2 separate regions of the Sus scrofa genome follow, and region 2 is linked to region 1. Evidence: chromatin contacts called from public Hi-C data. All regions are on one chromosome and are shown on one strand. The core of a region is the stretch at or near the end of the contact, and the rest is flanking DNA. Distances in the headings are between cores, read along the strand shown.

Evidence for each region. A called contact is a pair of places that touch in the nucleus more often than the background predicts.
Region 2: a Hi-C map of alveolar macrophages shows a contact between it and region 1, with 3 times the contacts expected there. The contact joins the promoter of ANKRD49 here to the promoter of TAF1D in region 1. A contact is called at or near these places in 1 of 47 Hi-C or Micro-C datasets (alveolar macrophages) and 1 of 2 datasets of contacts at active chromatin or transcription factors (alveolar macrophages).

What each region holds. Positions count from the first base shown.
Region 1 is chr9:26,162,937-26,169,845 of Sscrofa11.1, forward strand. TAF1D (TATA box-binding protein-associated factor RNA polymerase I subunit D) reads right to left here and starts at 4,346. Exons shown (of 10, transcript XM_021062677.1): 1 at 4,196-4,346; 2 at 2,279-2,438; 3 at 615-1,014. The coding sequence starts at 2,337. C9H11orf54 (chromosome 9 open reading frame, human C11orf54) reads left to right here and starts at 4,506. Exons shown (of 9, transcript NM_001244696.1): 1 at 4,506-4,548.
Region 2 is chr9:26,630,450-26,637,358 of Sscrofa11.1, forward strand. It overlaps ANKRD49 (ankyrin repeat domain-containing protein 49), which reads left to right and starts at 4,167. Exons shown (of 3, transcript XM_003129790.4): 1 at 4,167-4,304. It overlaps MRE11 (double-strand break repair protein MRE11), which reads right to left and starts at 4,147. Exons shown (of 21, transcript XM_003129788.5): 1 at 4,012-4,147; 2 at 3,181-3,298; 3 at 881-1,013. The coding sequence starts at 3,200.

The DNA.
Region 1 (6,909 bases), core at 3,096-5,595:
AGCCTGGGAAATTCCATGTGCTACAGGTGTGGCCCTAAAAAGAAAAAAAAGGTAGGGTATCATTTGAGTTTTAGGGATAGGATGGATGATGTGTTTCAAGACCTGGTAAAAATCAAGGTATTAAAACAGCCTTGGAGTTCCTGTCGTGACTCAGAGGAAACAAATGTGAGTAGCATCCATGAGGAAGCATTCAATCCCTGGCCTAGCTCAGCAGATTAAGGATCAGGCATTGCCATGAGCTGTGGTGTAGGCTGCAGATGCAGCTTGGATCTGGCATTGCTGTGGCTGGGGCGTAGGCCAGTGGCTACAGCTCAATTCAACCCCTAGCCTGGATACCTCCATATGCCAGGGTGTGGCCCTAAAAAGACAAAAAGACAAAAACAAAACAAACAAAAAAATCCAAAAAAACAGCCTTGAAGCACTTCACATTCAGTATATTCAACTAACATACCAGTGAAGGTTCCACCCAGAAGCATAAGTGAACTTAATTGGCAGTACAGCCAAATATAGAAAAGTATCATCAAAGTTACAGATTCTATGTCCCAGGTTTATCCAAACAACTCATTTCAGACATTTTAAACTATGTTATCAGCATATATGAAATGACAACTCACCTCAAAGGTTAAAATTTTTCTCCAAGGTAATGGTTTTCTTCCATTTTCTGCTTCTAAAAATGGGAAACCAGGCCCTTTGTCTTTAAATTTTATCTTATTTATTTGTGAGACTCTAGTGTTTTTCCTTCCTTTTGGTCTTCCCCTTGATCTTCCAGTTGGCTTGTATTTCTTCTTCTTCTTCTTCTTCTTACGTTTCTTTCTTTTGAATCTTTCAAAAATAGCTTTTAAAGTCAATGGTCTTGGTTCTATAGATGAGTCACTAGATGAATCTTCTGTATCAATACTTACAGGTGAGTAAATATATTTTCTAATAGGGTTTCTTTGCCTCTGTTTAGGTGGATTAGGTGGATTAGGAACACACTGAGTTTTAAATAAGCTGCTTCCAGAGGAAGAGCTGTCACTAGGGGAAAAAAAAAAAAGGAAAAGTTTTTTTGGGGTTGTACCTGCAGCATGCACAAAAGTTCCAGTGCCAAGGACCAGATCTTTACCTGCTAAGATAAGGGAACACCGGGGAACTCCCCCCCTCAAAAGGGCGGGGGGGAATTGCACTCATATATTACCAATGCTTATTATGAGTATTTTTACAAATCAAAGCAGGAAAACATACTCCAGATGAAAAAATGGTCTCAGTAGCAGCCAACCACTTAATTCTGACCACTCTACCTCAAATGGCCCATGCCATGTGGCATAATGCCAAGCACTTACCAAAAAATGATCTTCTAAGTTCCAAAGGCAGCCTTGTTGACTGCTAGAGCCTCCACTAAATAAGACAAAGTCTCCTCTAAGTAAAAAGAGTAGCCCTAGTAGATACCTGATGTGAATATACTAGAAATGCTGATTTGATTTCCCAGTGAGATCAATGGATTAGGTAACTGGTTATCTCCATCATACATAAACCAGCATCCTTAATAATGTGAAATATCAGAATATCCATTCTCTTGTTACACAACAGAATGATTTAGTCAGGAAAATACCAATTTGGCCCAGAGAATACACTCCTGATTTGATTCCCTGGGTTACAAACACGTCCCACTATTCCAAAGTAGTTAAAGCGAAAGTCTGTGGAAACTGGGTTTTCCTTTTTTTCCAATTCTTAAAAATTACCTTACAAACTATTCATTATCTACAATGATGCATGCTATCACAGCAATTCCAATACAGTAAACATTATCACCTAGTCTGTTCCCAGGAAAACCTGGTGGTAGTTAACTGAGAAATAAAAACACTGCCTGCTCTATCAGTAAGCAAAGGATGTCAGTCATCAGTGATTTCAGCCACCTCCGATGGTGAGCTGGTGAGCCCTGAGCGAACACAGGCAAGAAACACCTGCCAGCCAGCAGCCACACCATATAGTGAGCCCTGAGGAAACTCAGGATGGAAAAACAGGGGATACTGGCTAGAGACAGCTGAGGTGCACATCAAAGACGTTATTTCAGTGAACCCAGACCTTGGCATCTTCTCATACAAAGACATGTGCTGAATTCCTTAACTTGAGGTTATCTGCCCTTCGTTACAGGACCCTCCCCTTGTCACCCTGCAAGAGTTCTCTCTGGGTTACTTGAGATGCTGCCTCCTAGACTTAAATCCTCATTTTGCCCCAAATAAAACTTAACTCACAGTTGTGCATATTTTTTATGTAGACATTTTTTTAGAAAAACACTTACCTTTGATTCTCAATTTCCAAAGCTGAATCAGAAACTGTTGTACAATTGTGAGAATCCATCTTGATATATAGTCTTCAAGCTCCTCTCAAAATTGTCACTTGTCCTTTGCTTTAAACAGACTTCTGACCATATGAAATCTGGTAGATGTGATGTAGTTTCCCTGAACAAATAAATGCCAACAAAACAGCTAGGATCAGAGTAATGCAGATATTGATGTAGTCAATTACGAAAATTAAGACAAAAATGAATGTAAGGCCTTTAATATTCTCATATACAACTGTCTAATTCTAACATCTAAAGATTTTATTCATGGGTTCTTTCAGTTGTGCCTACTTAATCCATCCTATAGAACAAGATTCCAGATTTCCTACAGGAGTGTCAAACTTCTTTTCCCTAACAGTAAAAATGTAATTTTTACCCTTAGCCATACAGTCATGTAGTTACAAATAGTAATGTTCAATTAATGGCCAAAAAGCCATTTGCCAACAGTGGTGGGAACCAAGAAATCTCTTGCATAACAAAGATTAAGTCCCACAAAGGCAGCCTTTGGCCTCAGTATACCCAGAAAAATTATTTGGACTTACCTAAACCTAACCTTCAGGTCTGCAATTTTCATTTATGGCCTCTTTCCCTCACTAGATTTTAAGTTACTGTGAAACCCCTTCCTTGATAAATTACTTCTTTGCTACTATGGGTGTTAACCCAAAGTTCTGAATTCTCACTTTTCAATGTACAGACTACAATAAATGGTGCCCTTTGTCTCCTTTAAAAAAAAATCTCCTTGGAAGATTTTACAGTAGTTTGGGAAAAGTATTAAAGATGTCTTATTTTGTTCTGTTTCATTTCCTTATGAGGATGTCATCATTCTTCATTTTTTTGTGGTGTTCTTAGTCTAACATTCTTAGTAATGACACATGAGTAATGATGAAAGAAATCCTTCAGCAGCAGTATTTGAAATCTAAGAAATCAATAAGATCACCTAGATCTTAAATTCACAATGTCTCATGGACTCGTGTGATAATTTCATAGTGTTTTATTGCAGTTTTCAAAACTGCGTTAACCTAAGAAATAAATCATGAAAACAGCCTAAAAAAGAAATTCAACAAAAACTGGATCCAATGGCAATGATGGAATACCTGACATTAAGTTTAAAATAATTACAGAGCACACTATCAAAATTAAGTAAGCTTAACTCAAAAATGTTTTTCAAGAGTTTCTATTGTGGCTCAGTGGGTTAAGGACGGGACGCTGTCTCCGTGAGGATGCGGGTTCAATCCCTGGCCTCACTCAACGATCCCGCGTTGCTGCAAGCTGCTTGGGTCACAGATCCAAATCGGATTCTGCATGGCTGTAGTGTAGGCCGGCAGCTGTAGCTCCGGTTCAACCTCTAGCCTGGGAACTTCCATATGCTGCGGGTGTGGGGATAAAAATAAGAAAAAAAAACTTTCGGGAACTAGAAAGCATTCCTATCGCTTCCTGTTCCGGGATTCTGCAACAAGGGGCCACGGAGCCAGGCAGTGCTCTTTAGCAGCTTTAACAAAATCCCTTCAACTCTTACTTAGTGCGACCTTGGGGCGAATGTCTCCAGAAGTGCCTAACCTCGTGCAAGGAAAATGGCGTCGGTAACGGTTACCTCGCACTTAACCACCACTAATTGAGAAAACGTGCACTCGCTTCAATACACTTGCACTTCAACACCCACAACTCCGATAACGGCCCACGCGCTTAGCCTGTACCTGTGAGTCCTGCCGCCCAGAGCAGAGCCCACAATCACCGCGAGCCCTCCGCTCCCGCTGAGCCGCGCAGGCGTCCCGGGAAAAGTGAAAAGCGCCAGGCCCTCCCCCTCCTTCGCCCACAAGGCCCCGGCGCCCAAGTCCTCTTTCCTATCCGTCCAGACCGCGGACGGCTTATACCAACCTGTGCCCGCTCTGCGCACGGGTCTCCGTTGGCGTCCTCGGTTGCAGCCCCGGCCTCAGAAACCCGCGTTGGGCGCGCAGGCCCAGAAAACACCCAACCTCCACAAACGCGCGGAAGAAAAGGCTGGGCTAGTCCCGCGTCCCAGCTAATAGTGGCCCCGAAGTCTCGCGATAACAATTTGACTGCAGGAAATAACAGAGAGATAGGAGAAAACCAGACGCGGCGCTCCATATTGGCTGCCGCGAGGGGCGGGGCGATTTAGAGTGGGCGGGACCTGAGCTTTTTAACCCAGGGGAGGCGGACTTGACTGAGGCCAGGCCAGGCTTCTGGTGTACGCGTCCTGAACCGGTAAGGTAAATGGAATAGTCAAGAACGTTTGGGCAAACTATGAAAAAGAAATTGTGGGGGCAGGGGAACGGAATGAATGTGAACTGCGAGGAAGAGCCACTTCTCCTGCTTTGACTCCAGTGGTCTCCCTTTGCTGAGCTGTCCTCCGACTTTCCAAAGTCTGATTCCGGGTGTGTGTGTTTGTGTGTGTGTCTACTTTTGCCTTCAAAAATCTCTTCTGTGTAAAATTGTGAGAGGATCATGCTGTGACTGAGAATCGAAATGTGTAACCTTTGTACTAGAAGCCATTGTTATCCAGTTACGCACTCAGTTCCCTCTCCACCTTCGGACTTGTTTTGTTAACTCAGTCTTTCTTTTGGAACTAAGGGTCAGCCTCCCAGGAGGTGGTTAACACATCGCAAGAGATGCCAGCGGGGGCCTTTTTTTTTTTTCTTTTTAGCCCTCTTAGTTCCCTGAGCGGTAAATGAGTGTTAAGGTAGAAGTTAAACTAGTTTAGTTTTGGTGGCAATTTTTTCCCCCGAAGTAGTTACAAAAAAGGAATGAGCTGTCCTGATTTGTCTACTTTCAGACCTCTTGTATCATATAATAAAACCAGGAAAGCTGTCTCGTGTTAATTTGTGGTTAGTGTCATCTCGGGATAGGACAGACCTGGAAGGTAATCAGGTTTCTTTACTCAATTTTTCTCTAAATGTTGTTCTAAATTCCAGGCGCAGAAAGTCTGGTTTTCTAGGCATTATGAAGTACTGTCAGCTCCAGGACAGGTATCACATGTCTTAGTCACTGCTATATTCCTAGGCAGGCCTGCATATGCAGTTTGTGAAGCTCAGTACAAAATGAAAATGCATGTATTTTATATGCATAACTGATTCACTTTGCTGTAAACCTGAAGCTAATAAACATGGTAAATCACATATACCCCAATAAAATTTTATTCTATTTTATTTATGTTTTTTAGGGCTGCAGGTGCAGCATATGTAAGTTCCCAAGCTAGGGATCCAATCAGAGCTACAGCTGCCAGCCTACACCACAGCTGCAGCAACATGGGATCCAAGCCACATCTGCTGGATCCCCAACCCACTGAGTGAGGCCAGGGATCAAAACCTGAGTCCTCATGGATACTAGTCGGGTTCATTTCCACTGCACCACAACAGGAACTCCATAAAATTTTAAGAAAGAAAGAAAATGCAGGGTCTTGTTCAAAAATCTGGGGGAAAATGCCGTTAAAGTTACTGAAGTACAAGCTGTCCCCTTTCTTCTGTAGCATCTCTTTTGACTTGTCATGGTGTTTTAATTAATAGCATTAATTTGCTATTTATTGTCATTCTAGGTAAAGAAAAATTAAACATTTGAATCAATAGCATGAGTTTTACCACTCTTTATATTGTCCAATGCTAGCTTTAAATACAGACATCAGAATGTTTGAGTCATCTGCAGAAGCATTGCACATACTCCACGGTCCTTTCCATCTTAAAGGGTTCAAATGTAAAGTTAGGAATTGAAAGATGGTGACAACAGAGCATAAACCAAGTGCTACTCTGAGCACATGGTCCTGTGTGACTATAGGAGTTGCACATGCATGAAGCCAGCCCTGTCCTAGAACCTGCTGCGTGTGGAATATTGTAAATGCTCAATAAAAAAAATTAAGGCTGAGCTGGTATCCAGTCCTATCTTCAAAGAAATCGTAGTCTAAGGGAAGGAAACAAAGCAAACAGATGATGACAGTTATACTGAGTGCTATAGGATCCTTCTGTACAATTCTCCCTCATGGTGAGCTGCAATGTGTCTTTCCTTTATCAGTTCATGATATGGCATAATGTGTTGGTTCTGACTTTACACCGGACTAGAGGTGGTTTTGAATTCTGTTTCTGCCACTTAATAGCTGAGTGATCTGAAGTAAATAATATATTCTCTCTGGCCTATTTCCTCTTGTAAAATGAGAAGGATAATACCTTGTTGTGAGAGGTCTTGAGAGAGTGTAAAGTGTCTAACGTAGTGTCTGGTTTATTGAATACAGTTAATAAATAGTTCTCAGTTTGGTTGTCATTGTTGGTCTGCCCCATAGGCATTGTCTCTGCAGCTTCGTTTTTCCAACTGCCTCCTATTTTCTTTCTTCCCTTCTCTAGACCCTGCTTCTAGACCACTGAGTCCCAGCTACGGAATCTACAAAATATTGTTTGCCTCCATGTGGCCCAAAGCTGTCCTTCCGGAGCCACTCTGGGTTTATATTAAGACTTTTCTAACCCCTTTCTTTCATCACTCCAACTCCAACTTCCTCCTCCTACCTCCCACTCACACAGAAACACACTTATACACACACTACATCTCTGTCTTCTGTGGCTGGGTGCTTTCTGGGTTGTGAGCTTGCA
Region 2 (6,909 bases), core at 2,917-5,416, 470 kb after region 1:
GTTCATCTGTCTCACGTCAACTGAATTATCAGACCAGCCAAAGAACCTAGAAGGGAAAAGATTTTTGCCCCCACAGTGGCCAGAGAAGCTTCCTCTTTTCCATTCCACACCAGCACTTTTAAAAAGCCTCAAACTCACCTTGCTTTCGTGCTATACTCTGTTGCCCGAAGACTTTTTATTAAATTGGGTACAAACTCCCCAATCTGGCATTTGAAGCCACTGATGCAGCTCAAACCACATGTCTGGTCTTTCAGCATGTTTTCTAACATGGGACCTATGAGTGAGGCACACAGAGTCGACGTACCTACTGTCTCACCTCCGTGCCCTTCCTCCTGCTTCTCGGGAGATGTGCGCGCCTGTATGCCTGCCACCCCTGCAAGCCCAAGCTAAATGCCGCTTCCTCCATTAATCTCATCTTGCTGTCCTCGGCCAAATGCCATCTCCTCTACCTTTAAACTTGCAGGAAGTGCTGTGTATTGTTTTCTTAAGGCTCTTATCACACACAACCTTGCACGAGCATTGTGGACATTTGTCTTATCTCGGATACTGACTGGCTGTATGTTCTTTGAGAGCAGAAACTGTGATTGTCGTAGTTTCTGATGATGTTCGTTTGAAATAAAAGCTGCCACAGGGCGCTGTACTCAAGTAAACACTCCACAAATATTTAAAAAATTTTTACAGACTATTTACAAAAGTACTCCTACCTGACAGAAGAGAAAAAAAGCACACAGAATCTGCTTGGGGCTTTCACGTATACTGATATTTAAGCTGGCAAGGTGAGCACACGGGTCTAAACAACACATCTCTAATGTTAGGAAGAAAAAGAGCGTGTTGCGTAAGGGAACTTGGTAGAAACTACAAAAATGCAAACCAAACTCACATCGTTTTCCTGGGCAAGTCCTAAAATTTCATCAAGTGTAGCAAACGTATCATTTCCTCTGATTGCATCTTTTTCCATAAATCCGAGATGAATATCCGTGGCAACTAAGATTTTAAATGTATTTTCATCATCACTGTATTAAAAAGGAAGAAACACTTCAATGTAATTCATTAAAAGATGTTCAAGCAAATTGAAACCTAAACCTATAAAATAACAGCAGTTATGGAGTAAAATCATCTGTTCAGCCTTAAACTAGGTCTGAAAATTTGAAGCTTTCAATAGATTATTCATGTCATAGTTTTCCTAACACTAATATAATACAGAAAAAATGTATATACATTTTTCAAAGGTTCTGTAACTGCTTCAAAAATCTACAACCTCGTTACAACCGGTTTTATACACTTACACGTAACCTGGATCAGAAAGCTTGGTTGTTCTCCTATTCTGTTCCAAACAATCAAGAAGATTTGACCCCAGTATCTAAACTTGTTGTTTATCTGCTTTGCACTTTTCTAAGAAATTAGAGTTAACAGTTTAATTTTAAAAGGTCTTCTATGAGTTCCCGCTATGGTGAAATAGGTTAGAATCTGACTGCAGCGGCTAGAGGAGCTGTGGAGTGTGGGTTCAGTCCCTGGCCCAGTGCAGTGGATTAAAGGGTCCAGTGTTGCTGCAGCTGCAGGCATAGGTGGTAGCTGTGGCTCAGATTCAAGCCCTGGCCTGGGAACGTCCACATGCCACAGATGCAGCTGTAAAAATAAATAAATAAATAAATAAATAAATAAAAGCCTTTCTTCTTACTTTTTTTGGGGGGTGGGGCTCACCCATGGCACGCATAAGTTCCTGGGCCAGGGATCAAACTCAAGCCACAGCAGTAACAACACTGGACACTTAGCCCACTGAGCCATAGTGGAACTCCTCAACTTACTTTATAAGTAGGTTTTATCCTAATAAACTAGCAACTTACATCCAGGCCCCCGAAGAGGCTTGCTAGGCTCTACCCTTCATATAACTTTAGTTTTTCATTAACAAATTTGGCCAAGTAACAAAACAGTTTTACAATTCCATTTAAATTTGGCAGTGTTCAAAAGTACTTTCATGTGAAGCAGCAATGTAATAGTTATTAATACTCTTACATTTAATGTAACTTTTAACTTTCTTTAAAATATTTTGCTATCACTGATCTCAATTCCCACATGTAAACAGGTTAAGTATTATTATTTCTGAGAAACCGGAAGGCTAAATACAGAGAAATTAACTGACTTATCATGAAACAAAACGGCAGAAACAGGACTAAAACCCAAGATTAAAACTCAGGCTGTTTTCTCTCAACCATATGAACTTAAAGAAAAAACAAAAAACAAACAAACAAAACTTTATCTCTATCTCCAAAATTCAAACCTTTAAACACAAGAAAATTTTCCAGAAAAGATTTCTCTTCAAACACTCCAAAAATGAGGAGCTCCCGTGGTGATGCAGCAGAAACGAATCCAATTATACAAATGAAGAAATTGAGGCAAGGTTCACAGACTTGCTAATCTGCCCAAGGTCACATGGTGTTAATCAAAAGTTAAAACCAAGGTGAAAGACTCTACCTACGTTTACGCTTTTTCTACATAACTTTTTCTAGTCCTTTTATTTATTTTCATTTTAGTCAGACTCATTTCCAATATACTCAGTACTAAAGCACTTTCCTCCCCTAAAAATCTGCTTAAACCGACTTGCATTAGCTAGTAAGACTTAGTTATTAAAAAATTTATAGGAGTTCCTGTCATGGCTCAGCGGTTAATGAATCCGACTAGTATCCATGAGGATGTGGGTTCAATTCCTGGCCTTGCTCAGTGGGTAAAGGATCCCGTGACCCTGAGCTGTGGTGCAGGTTGCTGATGCAGCTTGGATCTGGCCTTGCTGTGGTGTAGGAACTGCAGCTACAACTTGGATTGACCCCCACTTGGGAAACTCTATATGCTGTGTGTGCAGCCCTTTAAAAAGAAAAAGAAAAAAAAAAGATAAAAAACATTTATAGCTTCAATATTTTACCAAAAACCAAGAATATAAACATATAACAATATGCCAATCTACCGCAAGACCCCCACTATAGCTACATATTATCTTTTGTCAAAAACCATACAGTATGATATTTACTGACATTCCAAACATCCTTTTTGATGACTAACACTTCTGTTCATAGGCAAGCTTTTGATTTACTCGTAATTTATTACATAAGTTTTCTTTTATGATGATCATAGTTGATGGGATGTAGAAACCCAAAGCAACAGAGATTCTGGAAGACAGGAGCTTACAGGGTATCTGCAGGACTCATTTCTGCGGTCAGTCCAGCTCCTCCCGGATCAGTTTTCTCTCCAAGTACCCCTGGGTCCTGCGATCAAATGTGTCAGAAAACTCACTCGATTCCAAATCCTAAAACAAAATTATATTATTTAAAACACATTTTTAAAAAGCAGACTGGTAATTTTGGAAGTCTCATTTTCATCTAAGCACCTACTATACTTTTTTAAGAACAGAAAATAGTGTCTCCAGTGCCATTCTAGTTTGACCACTATGTTTCAGCTCCTCTCCTATTTCCCTTCACCATGCCCTGTGGGAAGCTAACTTCTGTTAAATGAATGGGCAATAAGGGTCACACCCAGTTCTGTTTTAATACATCAACAACTCTCCATGTGCCGCAAAGTTTAAGTTGCATAGACAGGCTACTATGAAGCAGGGAAGTGACGCCGGTATTTCCTGCTTAAACACAGAACTGTTTTTAAAGAAATGGGCTTGTTTTGATAAGAGAAGGGCCCAGTGTTTAAAGCTGGTGTAAATAAACAGAAACACGTGGTCTGCGGAGAGACAACATCAAGTGTCAGCAGCTTAAGAAAAAGGGCCAGGCTTTTGCGGGAGGAGCGCAGCCACCGCGGAACGGTGGGAATTCCAAGCCTCAACAAGCCCTCACCACTGGACTATCGGAAACCAGAACGCGCCAACCTCCAAGGCTCCTCCCCAGCCTTCTCCGCCCATTCTTGCCACAGGGTCAATCCTCTCCGAGCCCGGGATACAAGAAACGACTCCTAAATTACCCCACACCGGGACTCTCCAAAGCCCCACCCTGGGGACCCGAAGTTGTGTTTTACCCGGGAAGAAGGAGGGAGATCCGCGAGAAAAAAGGTAACGGTACAGCCCGAGCTGGTCTCTCAGTATAGGTTTGGCCAAAGACCTGAATTAGGCGGGAGAGAAACAGCAGCTTTTTCTCGCGAGACTTCATTGATGACGTAGTACTTTAATTCTTCTCATTGGTTGAGGATGCTGTGAGGTCGCAGGGAAAGTAGCGGCGACGCCCCGCCCTCTTAGAAGAGCCAATCCTGAGTAGCCGAGGGGACGAACCCCGGAAGCGAAGTTCCCGGCGGCGATTTCCCCCTCCCGCAAGGTAGGTAGCTCTTTCTTATCCGGGGTCCGCTTCCAGCTTGCTTGGCGCCACCTAAGAATTCTTGGGCTCAAAGGGGCGGGTCACCTGTCGACCCCTGCGGAGCCCTGTAAATAGGGCCGCCGCATGGGTCCTAGGTAGAGCAGGAGCGGCTTCCTTGTCCTTAGCAGTTTGGAAGGCCGCAGACTCGACTTCCTGGCCAGTGAAGTGACCGGCGGGGACTGGTGGCCTTCTAGCCTCACTCCCACTCCCGAGATTGAGCATTCGGACTCTAGTTTGCAGGCCTTTCCCTGCGTCCTCTTACTGTCTCCCTGGATCCTTGGTTCAGCACATCTATGTTGCTTTGTGCAGACGGCAGTAAAACAGGGTGCAGTAAAAAATAATGTGAAACTTTTGAATTAGAAAATATGGACTTTCAGTTTCATTGAAAGTTGTTTAATCTATCTGAACCTCAGTGCCTTCACCTGTAAAATGGGGTTTACACACCCCCCACCCCTGTCACTGGGTTGTTTGTGAGGAGTTGATATAGTTTAGATCTCTATGGAATGTGATCTTTAGCAAAACATAGACTGTTTCTTCCTGGTGGGGTATCATCAAATAGGAGTCTTGATGGACTCTTTAAATCCTGAATCAGGAATATGCATCTCGGTTTAACTTTTTAAATCCGCTACAGAATCTTTATATGTAATTAATTTTATCTGGAACAGTAAATTCAAATTATAAGGAGCTTTTTTTTTTAAAGTACTGGATTTATTTTATTTTTTTAATGATTTTTATTTTTTCTTTATATTTGATTTACAGTGTTCTGTAGTTTTGGGGTTTTTTTTGGGGGGGGCAACACCTGTGGCATATGGAGGTTCCCAGGTCAAATTGGAACTGCAGCTGCCACCCTATGCACAACAACACCAGATCCAAACCATGTCTGCGACCTACACCACAGCTCACAGCAATGCAGGATCTTTAACCCACTGAGCAAGGCCAGGGATCAAACCTGAATCCTCTTGGATACTGGTAGGGTTCATTGCCACTAAGCCACAATGGGAACTCCGAGAGTTTTCATAAAAAGGAGGGGGGGGCCTTAAAATTTGTGCTATAATATTACTATAATTGATATAATTAACAAGTGAACTTAACATTATTTACTGGTATTTATTTAGTGTTTAATGAGTAGATGTATGATCTTTTATGTCGTAAGTTTCAGAGAATAATTTGAGAAAAAAGGAAAAAGTGAGATTATTAGAACATAAAGCCTTTCTGACAGGGTCTCTCTGTTGACTCTGAAACCTGGACAGTTTTTGGAAATCCTTTAGTAAAATTCTTATATTGTGCAACAAAGAAGTAAGTCCAGAGAAGGTACTGATCATATGTGATAGATTTAAACTTGAGTTTACTGCTCTTGGCACTAGTAATAAAGTGTAAAATGTAATGATGCATTTAAGATTGTATCAACTAAAATTTGTGAAATTAGGTAGGAAGAAATCATTGTGTTAGTGGTATGCCTAACTCTTGAGCTTCTCAGAACTAATTTCAAGTAAAATCAAGTGATAGGGCTTTAATTCAGTTTAATTTTGCAAGTATTTCTCTCTTTCTTTGTCTCTCTCTCTCTTTTTTTTTTTTTCTTTTTTCTTTCTTTTTTTTCCAAGGCCGCACCTGCAGCATATGGAAGTTCCCAGGCTAGGGGTTAAATCAGAGCTGCAACTGCCAGCCTACAGCATAGCCATAGCAACCAGGATCTGAACCTCATCTAAAACCTACACCATAGCTTGTAGCAACACCAGATTCATAACCCACTGAGCGAGTCCAGGGATGGAACTCACATCCTCACAGAGACTATGTCAGGTCCTTAGCCTACTGAGCCACAGTGGGAACTCTGAATTCTACAGATAGTTCTTAACACCTGCTGTATATAAGTGGAACACAAAGGTAAGTTAAATATAGCTCCTGTCCTTAAGCTGACAGTATTTTAAGAGGCTCAAACAAGAACAAAATTAGATAGTATGTAGCAGCAAAAAAAGTAGAAACGAGAGATGATTTGGAAGCTCAAGAAAGATTTAATGAGATAGGCAACCTCTGAGAAGAATCTTGAAAGACTGGTAAGGTTTCAACAAATATAGTTGGGAAGCCGAGAAATAATATTTTTTAAATATCTATGATTCTCATCTCTTTTATTGAAGTTTAATATGCTGAGTAACTCTCTAAGTTGATATTGGTTTATAAATTATTATGGCAGCCTAGCAGAGTAAATATTTCCTTCAGGAAGCCTTCTCTAATCCCTTAGGACTGGGTTAATGGCCTAGGTTATGACCTTCCTGTATATTCATTGTATCTGGACCTGGTCTTATCATGGTACTCATTACACTGTGTTTGCCAGTCTCACTGACTAGAGAGTAAACTTTTTTTTTTTTTGGTCTTTTTAGGGTCACACCTGCGGCATATAGAGGTTCCCAGGCTAGGGGTCAAATCAGAGCTGTAGCCGCTGGTCTACACTACAGCCACAGCAACACCAGATCCTTAACCCACCAAGCAAGGCCAGGGATCGAACCACAACCTCATGGTTCCTAGTCGGATTCATTTCCACTGCTCCATGATGGGAACTAGACAGTAAGCT